Regions from separate parts of the Mus musculus genome. Here region 2 is linked to region 1. Evidence: chromatin contacts called from public Hi-C data. All regions are on one chromosome and are shown on one strand. Each heading gives the region's core, a stretch centred on a gene start, on an enhancer-like site or on the middle of the called end of the contact. The rest is flanking DNA. Distances are from core to core; before and after follow the strand shown. Region 1 overlaps Cyrib (CYFIP related Rac1 interactor B). Region 2 holds the start of Cyrib (CYFIP related Rac1 interactor B).

Region 1 (7,905 bases), core at 4,604-7,103:
AAAAGTCACCACTGTCTACAACTGTTCTCTTCATTGTCTTTGAGGACAAGTGTTCGGGCTGCCACTGTGTTCCTATCATGGGTGTTCTCATTTGAGCCGCAGTCACTGTGTGGCGCTGTCACCAATGTGAAGACTCCCCTGGGCATGAGACCCCTGTAGCCGTGGCCTCATCTCATCCTAGGACGTGACTGTCAGCCACTCCGATCTTACCAAGAGATCATGACATCATTTTTACGACCCCTAATGTTTGGGCAGGGCTTTTGAGTCTTGTTAATTTAAGACACAGAGTGACGATTTGGGGACAGAGGAGGCACAGGGACAGGATGCAGAGCTCAGAGGACCCGTAGGAAGGTCCTCTCTGCTTGGCACATAGGATGGGACGAATTCAGCCCAGCAGGGCAGCCAGACATGGAGATGTTCTGTTTATAGCTAAACCTCCTTCAGACTCAGAAATTGCTTCTGTTTTTTGTTTGTTTGTTGTTTTGTTTTTTTCAAGACAGATCTTCTAGACTGCTCAAACCTGAAGGCTAAAAGCCACTCCGGCTCCCAGAGGCTACAAGGAGAGGTTTGAATGAGGGACACTTTGTAGTTGAGATGCTGTTTCCAGGTGACTCAGAGAACAGCGCTGTGCTAAGTGCACACCCCTTGAATGCCTGTACATCCATGGCTTTGAGGTTTTTCTTCCCCCGATTTCGAACACAACTGATTTTCATGAGTTGCTCTTTTTGTGTCTGTTGCCTCCTAAAAGGCTCTTTTATTGTGTTCTTGCTACTTTATTACTGCATCCTCTCAATCCTGTGTCTGTGTTTCAGCCTCATCTAGAAAAACGATGGTGAATTCCAAGTGAAGTGAAGACTTCGTCCTAAGTAGTGAATGTTTATTGCATAGTTACTATTTATTAGCCCTCTTCTTGGGGGAAAGTCTTACCAGCTGAAAGAAGTGACCAAGGCTTGCAGGGACACTTTTACAGGGCTCTTGGAATGGAACAGGATTATGGGTGTAAATTTATAATTTTATTATCGGGAATAGAATGAATCATGGTCACCAAAAAAAAAAAATCTCAAGTGATAAACAAGCCAATAAAGTTCGAAGATGAATTCTCGGAGGGGAAGGAGTAATTATTTGAATTATATTTGCCTGTTTAATTAACATTTATTGTCTTCTGGGTAACAGGCACTGCTGGGTACTTTTACATCTGCTATTTTATTTAATTACAAAGAGTTCTTCACTTGCAGATAAGATTTCCCAGGGGCTTCTCAGGGCTAATGAGTTAGCCTGCCTGGTGTTTCTCGGGCCCAGCTGCTCGTGGGGATCACCTAGGGAGCTGCAGGGCCATCTGGTGCCCGGCCTTCCTCCTCTGGGATCCTAGTTACCTGGGCAGGGTTGGCACCCTGCAGCAGCAGGTCAAAACTCTGGACCAGCTACCCAAGCAAGGTATTCCTCTCACAGAGGAGAATACCACCCCAAACTTCTCAACAGTAAGCAACTGTTGTCAAGTTCGGCAGCTGAGTTTGTGGTGCCATGTGGAATACACCCGACACCTGTTTTGGCTTTTTTTCCTTCCTTTGTCTGTTTCCCATTGAGTGGGGTGTGGGGAGTGTCAGGATAATTATGGAATGAAGCAGGCTGGCAAAACGTTTCCTGAAATGTCTCAGCTCCAGAATTTCCCGGGTTAATTTATAGTCTGACTTTCCTCTGCTGTGTTGATCAGAGACATTCTGTAGGTGACTTGCCTGCTAAGAGGCCGTTGTCTGTGTGTGGTGGAGTTGCGCGAGTGTAGGGGTCAGAGAGTAATTTGTAGGTGTCGGTTCCGGATGGAACTCAGGTTGTCAGGTTTGGTGGCAAGCATTTTAACTCACTGAACCTTCTCATTGGCTCTCTTTCTTATGAGAGAAACAGAGATAGGGAGACAGACAGAGACAGAGAGAGACAGACAGACAGACAGACAGACAGAACCAGCGTGCACCTCGGTGCAAGTATGGAAATCATAGGACAACTCTGTTGAGTCAGGTCTCCCACCTTATGTGCATTCTTCAGGCTTGTGTGGCAAATGCCTTTACCCCTTGTGCCCACACTTTGATTTTTAAAAATATTTATTGGGAACATGCACATGCTGTGTGACACGAGTGTGAAGGTCAGAGGACAACCTGTGGGAGTCAGTTCTCTCTCTCCTACCATGTGAGTCCTGGAGACCAAACTCAAATCATTGTTTGGCAGCAAGCATTCTGTTCAGCCATCTTTTTTTTTTCCCCCTTTAAAAATATGGAACGCTTCATGACTATGCGAGTCATCCTTGCGCAGGGGCCATGCTAATCTTCTCTGTATGGTTCCCATTTTAGTATATTGCTGCTGAAGCGAGCACCTGTTCAGTCATATTGACCCCACCACCTCCTTGTTTTTTTGAGATGGGGTCTTTCACTGTCATAGACCTGTAGACAAAGAAGTCAAGCTGGATAGCCAGTGAGATCCAGGGCTGACCGTTCCAGGTGTGGGCTAGGTGGGCGTCACTGGCAACTGGCCCCCTAACATCTAGTCTCATCCCTCCTGCGCTTGGCCTAGCGGCAAGTCAGACTTACATGGGCTGTTGGCTCTGCTTGGATACTCTCCTGCCTCTGGACAGCTGGGACTTGTCTTGTAGCTGTCATTGTTGACAGAATCCCCTTGGAGAAGCCCTGCTCCGGCCCTCACTACTTGTTTATCTGGCTGAGCTAATGGAATACCCTTGCCTGCCCACGCCTGTCCTTGTACCCTCTGGCCATTTTAACTGCACTAGCTCTTGATGCAGAGCCCTGGGAGGCTGGAAGGCTCAGTGTGTGGCCTCTGAAGCTACCTTTTATATCATCACTGTAGCAAAGGCTGCTGGATCTCAAAGAGGGCAGGAGACTCGGCCCAAGTTAGGTGGCCCTGGAAACTGTGATGAGTCTGCAGTATGGCCCAGTTTCTCTTTGCAAGAACCTTGGGGGTGAGAGATAGTCACCTGTCTTCAGATACCACCTTCCTGCTGCCATAGGCACTGTGTCCGGGGTTTGCATCAAGGTTACACAGTGCTCAGCTTCCTTAGTGGTTTTAAAAAACAAAGCAAGCCAAGACTTCTGTGAGAGTCCCCATTGCCTCTTCTCATTTCTAGGATTTTATGCAAGACCTTTAAAAGTTCCCAAGTAAAGAACTTGTCCCCATGTTCTGTTCTAAAAATCCTTGTCAAAGAATCAGAATAAGAGGGATGGGAGAAGTGGCAGTTGTGTGTCTATATAACTTGCTTATGATATATATGTATATTACACACACACACACACACACACACACACACACACATATATATATATATATATATATATATATATATATATATATATATATATACCTATGACATGGTGAGTATATGTGTGCATGTGTGGTGTACTCATAGTGTGTATCTGCTATGTGATATACCTGTGGGGTATATGATATATGTGTGATGCATGTATGTAGTATGATACATGTATATGGTATGAGTATACATGATATGCATGTGTGTGTGCATGTGTGCTTTCACATTGTGTGTGGTAGGCATGTTGTATATGTTTAAGTGGAATATGTGTATTCATTGTATGTGTGATATGTGCTATATATATGTATGTATGTGGTTTATAGGTGTGTGGTGTGTGTTTCATTTGTTCATGTATATGGTATGTTATGTGTACATGAATTTGTACATGTGTATGGCACGTAATGTGTTATGTGTATGTTGCACTTATATGTGTGCACTGTGTGTGTGTAGTGTGGCATATAGGTATATGTTTGTAGACTGTGTGGTGTGGGTTATACTTATATATGGTGTGTATATGTGTGTGATAAGGTATATGTACATGTGTGCATACACATTTGAAGATATGGCTGTGAGCATGGCTTAGACAGCCTTTCAGTTGGGTCTTCCCTTTCTTTAAGCGTTTGTGATGAGTTTAAAAGGGAATGTTAAAGCATACAACAAGAAGAAGGGGAAGGCACTTGTCCCTGTGAACAGAAGCAGAGCTGGCAAAGCACACGGGGTGACAGCAGCAGACAATGGCCTCCTGAGACAAGGAGGCCCCGCCCCACACCTTTTGTGAATAAAATGAAGCCGGTTAAGTGGCTTCCGGTATTTTCAGAACTCAATGAAAAGCTAAGTGAGAACTCCCCGGCAGCTGAAGATTTGATCCTGGCCAAGGGCGCTCACTCCGCTCCACTCCATCTGGCAGTGAGTGTGTGTAGACGCCCCTCTGCCTCCATTTCAAGCGGAGTGCAGGTCACGTGTCAAGGGGGCTGCTGTTGAACCCTGGTTTTCTGAAAACTCTTTGATGCCTAAGCTTCCGCTCTGAGAGATTGGTTTCCAAGAGTGAGACCTCTGAGGGCACTGTGCATGCTTGCTTTCTTCTCTGTGCAGAACAGAAACCCCAAACAGGAAATGATTCAGGGACAGAATGGCTGAGATCAGTTCAGAGTCAAGTTGAGCTGAACATATTTTTCTGGGACCAGGGTTTCTGTAGCCATCCAGGACTCAGAATCTCAGAGCACAGCATGACCCCACCCCACCCTCTACGACTGAGACTAGGGTGTCCATCCTGATGGTCCTTAGTTACAGATGTTTGGGGCTTTGCCTTCATCTGTGCAACTGTCAGCAAATTATTCTCAGAGCTCCTTCTCCCGCATCTCCATCTCTCCTCTCCCCCCTCTCCCCCCCATCTCCTCCCACCCCCCATCCTTGTGATGGCTAGTGTTATTTTCAGCACTAAGTGAGAGACGGATTTGAGAAACATTGCTGCTGTGCGTCTAACCTGTGACCCATGGGCTGCATGCTGCAAGGGTCGTTTTGAATGTAGCCCAACACAACATTGTAAACTTAACTTAAAATGTGACATTTTAAAAACTCTTACTTCATTTACTTTTTTTTTTCTGAGGCAGGGTCTCACTCTAGTTCTTGATGGTCTGGAACTCACTGTGTACACCTGGCTGTCCTTGAACTCACAGAGATCCACTTGCCTCTGCCTTTTGGGCACTGAGATTAAAGGAATGTGCCTGCATGAGTTTCTGTGTATCACACCTGTGCAGGTACCTGTTGAGACCAAAGGAGGGTGTCAGATTCCTTAGAGCTGGAGTGACGGTTGTAAACTGTTTAGTGCGAGGGATGGGAATTGAATCCTCGTCCTCTGCAGGACCAGTAAGCATCCTTACCATTGAATGATCTCTCCAGTCCAAACGTGAGAAATCTGTGTGATGTTTGTTTTTGTAACTTGATTGCATACGTTTGTTTGTTTGTTTGTTTTCTCCTTGTTTAGTTTTTTTTTTTTTTTTTTTTTTTTTGAGACAGGGCACAAAGCCAACCAACCAAAAACAAAACCCCAAAATTGTGGCTATCCTGAAACTCACTATGGAGACCAGGTTGGCTCTGAACTCAGTCTCCCAAGTAGTGGGATCAAAGGTGTGTGATCAAAGAACTATGCCTGGCACTTCCATAGTTCTTGAGCATGGTCTTTGTAGGTGACAGTCCCATGGTACCACGTGTAAAGATGGGACGCTTTGGCCTGGTCTGTGTAACTGGCACTTACAAGTCGTCCTCTCAGACCATGTTACTAGTATCGGAAGGGAAGACGTAATGGTGACGGCCAGGACTTCCTGGTGGCTTTCGGCGTGCTGCTGTAGCTCGCTTAATCCTTGCTGTCACTCTTCTTACAGGAGAAGACGCCGAGGCCCGGGATCTGAGATCCTTTCAAGGCTACTGCATTGGTAAGTAACAGAGCTGGCATGGGACCCTAGCCACCTGGCTCTAACCCTGCACTGCTCACTCTCACTCTGAAGAAACAACGGAGTGGGTGGGGCAGCGAGCCAGATGTGACTTTCACTTCAGTAGAAGCGTCCCCACCCCATGGAAGTGACAGCACATAACGCATCATCTCCTTGGCCCATGAACGCTGAGCATCTGTAGGCTGTTGAGTCAGACTAGGACTTTAAATAACTAATTTGGAAGTGAGGTGATACTTCTACCTTCCTGCCCCAGGTAACAGTAGCAGCAAAGAGTTCTGAGCCATAGACTCATAGTGTGTAGACATTACCCAAGTCACAGTAGCCCTACCAAGCTCAAATTCACGGGAAGGAAGGACCTTGCCCCCAGTCGTTCTGTGATGAAAGGCAGAGTCAATATTCACACCTGGCTTGCAAGCCGGTTAACCAGCGTAATTTTTGCCCTCTGAGGGCGCCTGTCGTGGGGGAAAACCATTCTCCTTGAGCTCAGGTGCCCCCTGGCTGGCAGGGCACGGGCATTTTCTGTCTTCTTTTCCTGTGCCTCTTGGTTGCCTCACCACATTCCACGTGGCTGGCCAGCTTTGTGGTGATGCGTCAGCATGGTAAGGGGCCCTCAGCACAGTGGCCCATGGCAACCTCTGCTCTGGCGTGCTCTAATGGTTTTAATGTTTTGTTTTGTTTTTTTAATGGAGTTATGTGTGCAGTTAAACACAAATCTTATTCTTTACAGCTGGATAAATGTTTACTATCCTACCCAAGTTAACTGCCCCGAATCAGGAGGCTCAGTATTCCCACCATGCTAGGATGCTCCCTAGAACTGCCTGATGAGTCAGCACTTTATCATGTCTGTGTTTTCAGCTTATACAGATGCAGGCATAGTTGTTCAACAAAGCAAACTGAAGGCAAAACCACCTTAAATAGCATAGGTGGTCATATCATTTCACCCGGCAGGCCTCTGTCTCGGAGTGAGTATGATAGGAGGCCTGGATCTGCTATTCCTTCTGTTAGTCTTTGTTCTCAGTGCCTTTTAAAATTTGAGCATCTCATGCCATCAAGTGTCTCCTGTATTTATAGACTGTAATTATCACACAGCATGCCCCCTACATCCAAACCATCTCTTCCATATGGTGCTTAGCTTAAGACAGTCAGTCCAGTGCTAAAAGAAAGACGATGTTGTATGTCATAAAAGACAGTCGGCCAGTCTTCAGTGTGAGGCCATATGGGATTTTCAAACCATTTTGGAGTTTTCAGTTTTTATATTACATTCTGATGTTAGAGGCTAAACCTGGAGTGAGATGCATTTTATAGAAATCTTACATTTATTATTGAGTGGGGAGGGGACAGTGTCACGGGGACAAAGTTTGGAGCCTGTTCTCTCCGTTGTCCTTTATGTGGGTTCTAGGGACTGAGCTCGGGTCACAGGGCTCGTGTGGAAAGTGCCATTATTTACTAAGCTCGGTGGACAGCCTGTAAGCTGGAATTTTAATACCGCTAGGACTGAAGCGTGAATGAGTGACTGCATTGGGTTCAGTGACCTGGAAGTTTTTGCTGAGATGATACACCGAGCTGATTTGCACAAATACTTCCCAGTACAAATGTGTGGAGTTGATGGAAATAAGAACATTGGGTCTTGGGGAGTCTATAACAAAACATTCTAGAATCAACCAGAAATTTAGAGAGACATATGAGCCAGTGGTTATGTGTGAACAAAAGCTCTGACACATACGGGACTTTTGCAGGCAAAGGGTCCAGTGAGTGGTGTGTTAATTGTACAGAGTCTAGAAGTGAGGCCTGAGATAAGGTAGCATTGAGTATCCAAGAGCCTTAAAGGAAATGTTTATTTCTTTATGACAGTGGGGCTAGAAAACTTCACTGTCTGGAAGTTTAACTATGAGTTGAACGAGTGTTACCCACAAGAAATAAAAACTTGGTACTGTAACACACACACACACACACACACACACACACACACACACACACACACATCGAATCTCTATCTTGATTACTTATAACATGCTGTCTTTCAACCTGAACAGTTAACATGAGACTTAGTTTAACCAGTACCACAAACACAAACGCAGTCCTAGAGGATATTTCATCAGTGCATTCCCGACAGGATTCGCATAAGAAGGAAAAAGACTACTTGTGCAG
Region 2 (7,459 bases), core at 915-3,414, 38 kb before region 1:
ACACACACAAAGGAAATACAAGTTTTTGCTCGAAAGATGCCATGAGATCCAGATTTTAATATTAAGATAAAAAGATGGCACCACAGTTGGCAAATCATGTAAAATTCATCATCTCATGTAGTCAGTCCTTCCTATACCGGAAGGAAGGTGACATTATCATATCCATTTACAGATGGACGAGTGACAGTGGGGGGGGCCGGGGAGGGGGTACATGACGTGCCTGTGCCTGTGTCGTTGGGAATGGCAGGTAGTGTTCCTTACAGGATGTTGGAGTTCACTATTTATTGTCAGGGTTGATCTCTCAGGCCACCACAGACTTGCCACAAAGACTCTGAAAACACTCTTTCCAGCTCTCCATTTGCTTGCATCTGACAAGCATACCAGAGTCTGATTGAACAAGCAAGACTCAGCCTCTGAATCTGGGAACAGACTTTCCTATCTGAGACACATGGGAATGACTGGTTGGAATTCAAGCTAGCAAGTGGTGAACTCAGTGGAACACAGGCTAAGTGTAGACCCCTGACCATGCCCTCCTCTTCCCCTGCTCTTCCCTGCCTCCTGCCCACACTCAGGCTGCACTCCAATTGCCCTAAGCTGTTTGAAGTCCCCCCAGCTTCTTAGGTCCTTGAGTCTTTTAACACTTATTCCAATAGGAGCAGCAGCAATGGTCATAGCCTTTCTAGGTTCTGTATATAGACTCATTACAGTCTGTTCCATTTCACATGGCTCAGACTGGGCACGTCCTTGGGCTTCAAGTGACACAACCTGGGTGCTTGCCTGGCTCCTCTGGTATGTGATAGGCATGACCTCAGGCTGATGCCATCTGTCCCTGCTTCAGCCTCTTCATGTGTAACTCTGGGCAGGCTGCTTCATGGACTGTGGTGAGAGCTAAGTGAGGTGGGCACAGCCTCTGGCACCTGGTTCACTCTGAACTTCCAGACTGAGGCCCTCCCATTTTGCATGCTCTCTGCTGTGCCCAGGTTTAAAACCTCTTCTGCTGTCCCCTCAACTTTATAGCTGACCGTTGATTCAATATTCAGACCACTTCTTACACTGTTAAGATGGCATCTGCTCCCCAGAGCCAAGAGTTCTGATGCCCTGGCAGGCTCTGATGTTGGACCAGGGTCATGAAGTGCAATGGTCAGGGAGGACTTGAACTCAGGCCCTTAGCCTCCCAGGCAATTCTTCCCTTGGCCTAAAAACCTCCAGAGACTTCTAGAAAGCACTTCTGCTTTCCCTTTGGGTTTGCTATGCCAAGTGGGCCACACACCCTTTCTCGCTTGTCCCAGTGCAAGCAAGCTTTCATCATCAGAGTGGCTCTACCCAGCACTACAAAGTTTTTTTGCAATCAAAAAAATTCCCTGAGAACCGTCCTGGAGGCCTCAGCAACCCCAAGTTCCCCGAATTGGCCCAGGTTAAGGAAAATCTGGACACACCCCTTTGTTAAAGATGAAATAGTCCAAGGTAAATCAGTCCCCAATATTGTACCCCCAAGCCCCTAGCACAGGTGGAGGGGTGATAAGAATGAGAAGGAGGGGCAAAAGTTGTGGATGTAACCCTTTTGATACCACGTTAGAGGTCAGGGAAAAGATATTTCACGGAACATTAAATATTCCTGAAAAATCTGGTTGAAAATCAAGATAACGATGACATGGACTTGAGGGCAGAGGAGTAAAGGAGAGGGGGAAAATGCCCCTTAATGATGTCCTAGGCAAAGGGAAGGACAGGGGTCCCCACACCAAAAATCCCAACAAGGAGATGGTATTTGGGGAGTTTCCCCTTCGCTAAATCACAAGTCCTGGGACGACCGTGTGACCGTGTGGGTAGCCCAGACCCCCTCCTCGCATCGCCTCTGCTTTATTGGTGCCCGGGCTTGCACCACTGGACCCCATGGGTGTTTTTCTGCCCGGCTCCCGCGGTCCAGGGGCAGCCAGGCAGGTGGCGCCCGAGCCGAGCGCATCTCGACCCCTCGTCCCAGGTGAGGGAGGGGCCGCGGGGACCCGGCGCCCTGGGGGTCGGGCCTAGGCGCCCGGGACTCGCCCAAGGTCACTGTGCGGGCTGGGGCGGGGGCGGTGCGGGGCGGTCCCGGGCGCGGTGACGCGGGGCCCGTGCTGCGGCGGGGCCCGGGCGCGGGGGGCGGCGCGTCGCGTCCTCCTTTTGTGCGGCGCCGGGCTGGGCTGCGAAGGTAAACAGCGCTTCCTCTTCCTCCTCGCCGCCTCTTCCTTTTATAGCGATTTCTGGCCGCGCCGGGGCCGGGCCGCTGCTGCTGCCGTTTGCTGCTGCTGCTGTCGCTTGCTGCCGCGGCGGGGCCGCTCGCGAACCTGCGGCGGGGACGCGCGAGCCGCCGACCCGGAAGCGGCGTGTGTGCACCGCAGGCTCCCGCCGCCAGCTCGCCCGCCCGCCCGTCGGGCCGCCAGGTACGTGCAGGGCCGGCCGGGAGCCTGCTGCGGCGTCGCCGCCCTGGTTCACCGGGCTGCAGGGAGGGAGCGAGCGAGCGCCTGGGGCGCTGTGCACTGGGAGGCTGGGGCGCGGGGTCCGAGTGGTTGTCCCCGGGCACACCCCTCTTGCAGGCCAGGTGAGCGCTGCAGGGCCTGACCCGGGCTCCGCGCTGCCCTCCGCTAACTTCATTTTGGGGGTGGGGGTGGGGGTTCCAGGCCAGGAGGCTGAATTGAGGAACCAAAAGGGCGAATAGACTCGCACCAGCCTGACTTCCTTCTGCTCCGACCCCCGCCGGCGTTTAAACAGCACTTCCTCTTTGCCCGTTATGTTTTCATCATCATCGGCATCATCATCATCATTATCAGTTTTTTTTTTTTTTTTTTTTTTGAAAAATGGAAGTTTAGTGTTCAGAGGTGGAGGCATTTGGAGCCCACAGGGCTTTCTGGGGGTCGTGCACACACAGTAGGTCTGGAAGGAATCCGTGTGTCCTCTGAATGTGGGTCTTGTGTCTGGGGTGGGAGGAAAGAGGAACCCGGACTTCCTTTGCAAGCAGAGCCCTAGGGGGTTGTCTCAGATCCCCACCCTGCCGCTAGAAATGGAGGGGTGGGGGAGGGCTTGAGTGTGAAGGTGGCGCAGCAGGGAGAGTCACGTGGCTGTGCACCTCTGTCTAATTCTTGGTCCTACCACTCACAAGCTTTGTGACCTTGGCCAAGTTGTCTGCATTCTCTGGGTCTTTCGGCTCCTTGTGTCTGTAAAATGGGCCGCTCTCAGTTCTGGCCTGCAGTAAATGGGACTAGGTTTCCTGGCCTTGAGGTTCAGGGTGGGAATGTCACCTCCCCTTTAATGCCTTCATCCCTTAAGACACGTGCCGGGCGGGAGCACAGGGAGGCTTCCTATAGATAGTTGTGAAATGAATTGGTGGCTGGTAAATTTTGAGAAGTGAGCCCGTAGGCTTCCTCATTTTTGCCTTCTTTGCCCTTAACTTCCACCCCATCATCACCAGAGCCATGTTTTGTTACTTCAGCCTCCAGAAATCCGCGGATCCCTGGAGGAAATAGGGACTCCCTCTGAGGAAGCTTCCACTCTGATTTTGATTGAGACTCTCCCTATTCTTGGAGGGTTGTATTCAGTGTGGAGAAAAAGGAAGCTTTTTTTTTTTTTTTTTTTTTTTTGCGATGACAGTGGAGGTGGCTGGCAGGGTTGCCAGCTGGAATGATTTCCCAGGCCCTGGGCTCCATGTAACTGGGAAGGAGGCTGGGGGAGGTGGCTTTTTCTCCTGTGGTGGAGCCTGCAGAACAGGTCACCTGGCTAGGCTTTCTTCCTGGAGGCACTTTGTAATAAGTATGCTGTAGATTATGAGTGTGTGTGTGTGTGTGTGTCACAGAGAGAGAGAGAGAGAGAGAGAGAGAGAGAGAGAGAGAGAGAGAGAGAGAGGAGGGAGGTATTTGTGCACTTTGGGAAATTTTAAGGAAATGTTGCTTTGTCTAACAGCCATTTCCCCCCTCTTTCTTTTCACATCCAAAGCCTTGTGTGCATGTCTCTGAAGTCTGAGAGCGACTGCTTCTTGCTTTGTTAATTTCTTGACGTGTTGAGACAGGACCTTATGATGTATCACAGGCTGGCCCAGAACTTGTGAATGTTCCAGCCTCTGCTACCCAAGTTCTGAGACCACAGGTGTGTGGCACTGTGTCCCTGGTCACTTCCATTCATTTACTACCGAGGCAAGCAAGCTCCTCCATTCAGAGACACTGCTACACAGCTCTTGTTAATGCACATGGTGGCCACAGTCACCTGTGTGGCAAGAGAGAATCTTTCCATTTCACCCAGACTTGGTGTGAGGCCAGGGCTTCCTGTTACTCAGCCTGGGAGAGGCAGGTGCAGGACCTTAGGGCTGCAAATCTAGCCTGGGGTTCTGGTGGTCCTCTGCATCCTGAATGGCTTTGTGTCACCTTGACAACTGTGTCTGGCTTATCCTGGGAAAGATGGACCTGTGTTCTGAATGAGTGAGAAAGTGATGGCTCCCCCTCTGTGCTTTGTGAATACATTCTGTCTACATCCCAAGGTCAGCATCTGGCATCAAAGTGACCTTGATGTTGTTCTCTGGTGGTTCTTCCTGAAGTAAAGTCATGGCTCCTAGTCCCTGGCGGGCCTTACATCTCGAGACGGGTGCACAGAAAGGGCTCTTAAGAGACACTGATGCCAGGAGATTGTGGCTGCATGTCCAGCATCTCTGCCATCTCTTTGATTGGAGAAACCACCTTTCTTGTGGCTTTGGTGGTGTGGGCACTTGGCTATCTTTAACAAATCTGTCTGAGGCTGTGCTGTGTAGATTTAAACTGGTTGCGTGAACTGGGTGTGGTGGTGCCTACCTGTAATGTAACACTATGGATGTTGAGGCAGGAAGATCACTGGTTCGAGACCAGCCTGTGCTATGTGATGAGCTGCTGTCTGACACAGACAAACACCCATAACATCAGTTCATCTGAGTGGTCAGCAGGTGGTCTTACATCACTATCACCTTGAAGCCCCCTTTTCCTGCCTGCAAACTGGTGAGCTAGTTCTAGCCCTTGCCCATCGCACAGGGTACTCATAAGAGAGTAGGATCCAAATGTAAACCCATTTTTCTGTTGCTCACTCATGTGCATCCAAGGTTCTGTGCAGTGTTCTCATCTGTAAAATGGGCAGATGAGTCGTGCACTTGAATCTGCATCAGTTATGTGATGGAAGTCCCGAGAACAAGACCAATTATGGCAATAGTAGTGGCAGTCTTGCCTGTCAGAGCATAGACAAAACGATTGTAGGAGCCCCTCTCTGTTTTAGCTGCAGTGAAACTTCCAGAGACAAAACGGGAAGAGGCCAGGGAGGGAGGGCTACTAACTTTCCTAAGAGGGGGTGTTTTTTTATAGGTTGCTGAAGACGGAGTGTGAGCTCTTGTGTATCCATAGCCCCGGGTACAGAGGCTTGCCAATACATGTTACCCCCCACCTTTCTCTCTGGTTCTCTCATAACCCATCCACCCTCTATGTGTTGGTGACACCCCTCCCTTATCTTCCTGAACCCGTGTATCTTCTTCCTGTTTTTAGCCAAGACTTGACTTCCCCTGTGTCTCAAGTGGACCCAGTATAAATTGTTTTTAGTAGAACTTCAGAATTTAGACTTCAGATAGACCTGAAGGCTAGATGGCCTTAGGTTGAAAGATAACTTCCTCGTCAAGGATATAGATAAGGGACAATTACCTGTACCCCACTGCCACCCCACCCTCCACCCCCGCCATCCATTTCTAGTTCCAGAGGCACTGAGAGTGTGGGTTTGGGGATCAGAGTACCCACTTGTGGGCAATCCTTCCTTTCTCTTTGAACCCTCATCATCTGTAACGTGGAGAGTCATGCTGGCCATCTGGAGGTGGCGTTGGGATCAACACAGAGGTTGATGGACCAGTATTGCACACAGTAGGTGCTCAGTAAATGTTTTTGCTTCCCCTCTATGAGGCTCTTTCTGTCCTCATCTAGTGTCACCATCCTGTCCCCCGTAACCCCCCCACTCCTCCCTCCCGTTCTGCTTTGGGAAGCAGCTCTGGGCTAGCGGGCTATTCCTAGAAAGATCTGGATTCTGCAAGCACTTGGAAGCCCAAGAGTGTTCTTCTCATCCAATTGTTGACCGGCTGGTGTCTGGGCTTCCACTGAGTGGGAGATGGTTCCATCAGAGCTTGTCGGGAAGACGAATCGGACGAGTCATTCACTCAGCTTCCATTCTGTCCCATTCATTCCTGCCCCCACTTGTCGAAGCCTTAGTAGCTGCCATCTGCTCCATGAGTATCGTTCATAAATATATAAATAATCGAAGTGGATGAAGTCTGCTGGAAGAAATGTGGCCCAGAGTGGCTTTTATAATATTTAAGACAATCTGAAACTACTAAAGGAGTTGCAGGGCTTATTTAAAGAAAGAAAGAAAGAAAGAAAGGAAGGAAGGAAGGAAGGAAGGAAGGAAGGAAGAAAGAAAGGAAGGAAGGAAGGAAGGAAGGAAGGAAGGAAGAAAGAAAGGAAGGAAGGAAGAAAGAAAGAAATTGTGTTTCGACAGGCTCCCTTTCGTGGCAAGAGCAAAGGAAATGTGTTTTTGGAATGTGGGTGAAGGACCTGTGAGGGGTCAGTGGACAGCTTGTGCATCACCCCGTTTGAGGTGACGGGGTGAGGACAGCTCGATTCAAGGGACAAGGACCAGTGCCAGGGTTTAAAGCTAGTGTGTGAGCACTGTCTGGCATCCTTGAGACTCAAAAGGGTTGTGACGACGTATCCCATGCCTTCATATTCTCTGGAGTATATACATTTCGGGTCCCAGTTTGTCTTCCATGTAAGGTCCCAGAAGGTTCCTAAGACCAATCTCTTTTGTAAAAAAGTAATTACACATAATGGGTTTCATTATGAAATTTACACACACACACACACACACACACACACACATACACACTTTCATGTCTTTTTGTTCATTTTAGTGACTTGGCCAGTTTAGTTAGTGTTGTGGACTAGCCCATCTCCCTCCTCCAACTATCTTAACCTGCCCGTAGTTTGAACCCATTCAGTGAGAGGTGGGGCTGTGTGAGCTTCTCCTCTTTTGTGGCAAGCTGTTGACGGTCCACTCGTGTCCAGGTCATGGCCACATCATGCCCAGAAGTCAGTGTTCCCCAGTGCTCCACCCAACCACTTGCTCTTAGGAACCTTCTGCCAGTTTTTTCTATGATGTTCCCTAAGGCTAGGCTCTTTTAATTAGTGAATGGCTATAGTGAGTCCTATTAGTGTCCCCAGTTTGAGAGGCCTCATCTGAGAGGAGCGGTTCCCAGGCTTGTGTGTGGCCCAGTCACTTGGGCCTTAGCCCGCAGCCTGAGTCAGGTGCTTGAGAAAGCTGGGTGGCCTGAGAGGTTGTGATGCCTCTGGTCTGTAGGCCACACGGCCAGTCAGGCAGACTTGGCGTTCCTCCTACATCACCGTCTTGCTTCTCCTCTCATCAGTCAGGACCAGGAAGACAG

Evidence for each region. Hi-C and Micro-C count contacts between places; a contact is called where the count stands out from the background.
Region 2: a Hi-C map of Th1 cells shows a contact between it and region 1, with 2.0 times the contacts expected there. The contact joins the promoter of Cyrib here to the enhancer-like site in region 1. A contact is called at or near these places in 5 of 39 promoter capture datasets (the C10 cell line, embryonic stem cells, macrophages and 2 more), 1 of 15 datasets of contacts at CTCF or cohesin (CD8 T cells), 37 of 484 Hi-C or Micro-C datasets (the AML12 cell line, B cells, the C10 cell line and 21 more), 13 of 115 datasets of contacts at active chromatin or transcription factors (the 230-238 cell line, CD8 T cells, the HPC-7 cell line and 7 more) and 3 of 9 other capture datasets (adipose tissue, liver and pancreatic islet).

Annotation. Positions count from the first base shown.
Region 1 is chr15:64,020,404-64,028,308 of GRCm38.p6, reverse strand. It overlaps Cyrib (CYFIP related Rac1 interactor B), which reads left to right. Exons shown (of 13, transcript NM_001360036.1): 2 at 5,689-5,739. It overlaps Gm25628 (a small nuclear RNA gene), which reads right to left and starts at 2,361; the gene lies at 2,257-2,361. Within about 2 kb of position 5,853, at least 98 of the 459 cell types and tissues checked have an H3K27ac peak or open chromatin away from gene starts, as enhancers often do. A contact at or near this core is called in B cells, CD8 T cells, the SCID.adh cell line and 8 more, where this site is marked.
Region 2 is chr15:64,055,153-64,062,611 of GRCm38.p6, reverse strand. Cyrib (CYFIP related Rac1 interactor B) reads left to right here and starts at 2,164. Exons shown (of 13, transcript NM_001360036.1): 1 at 2,164-2,417.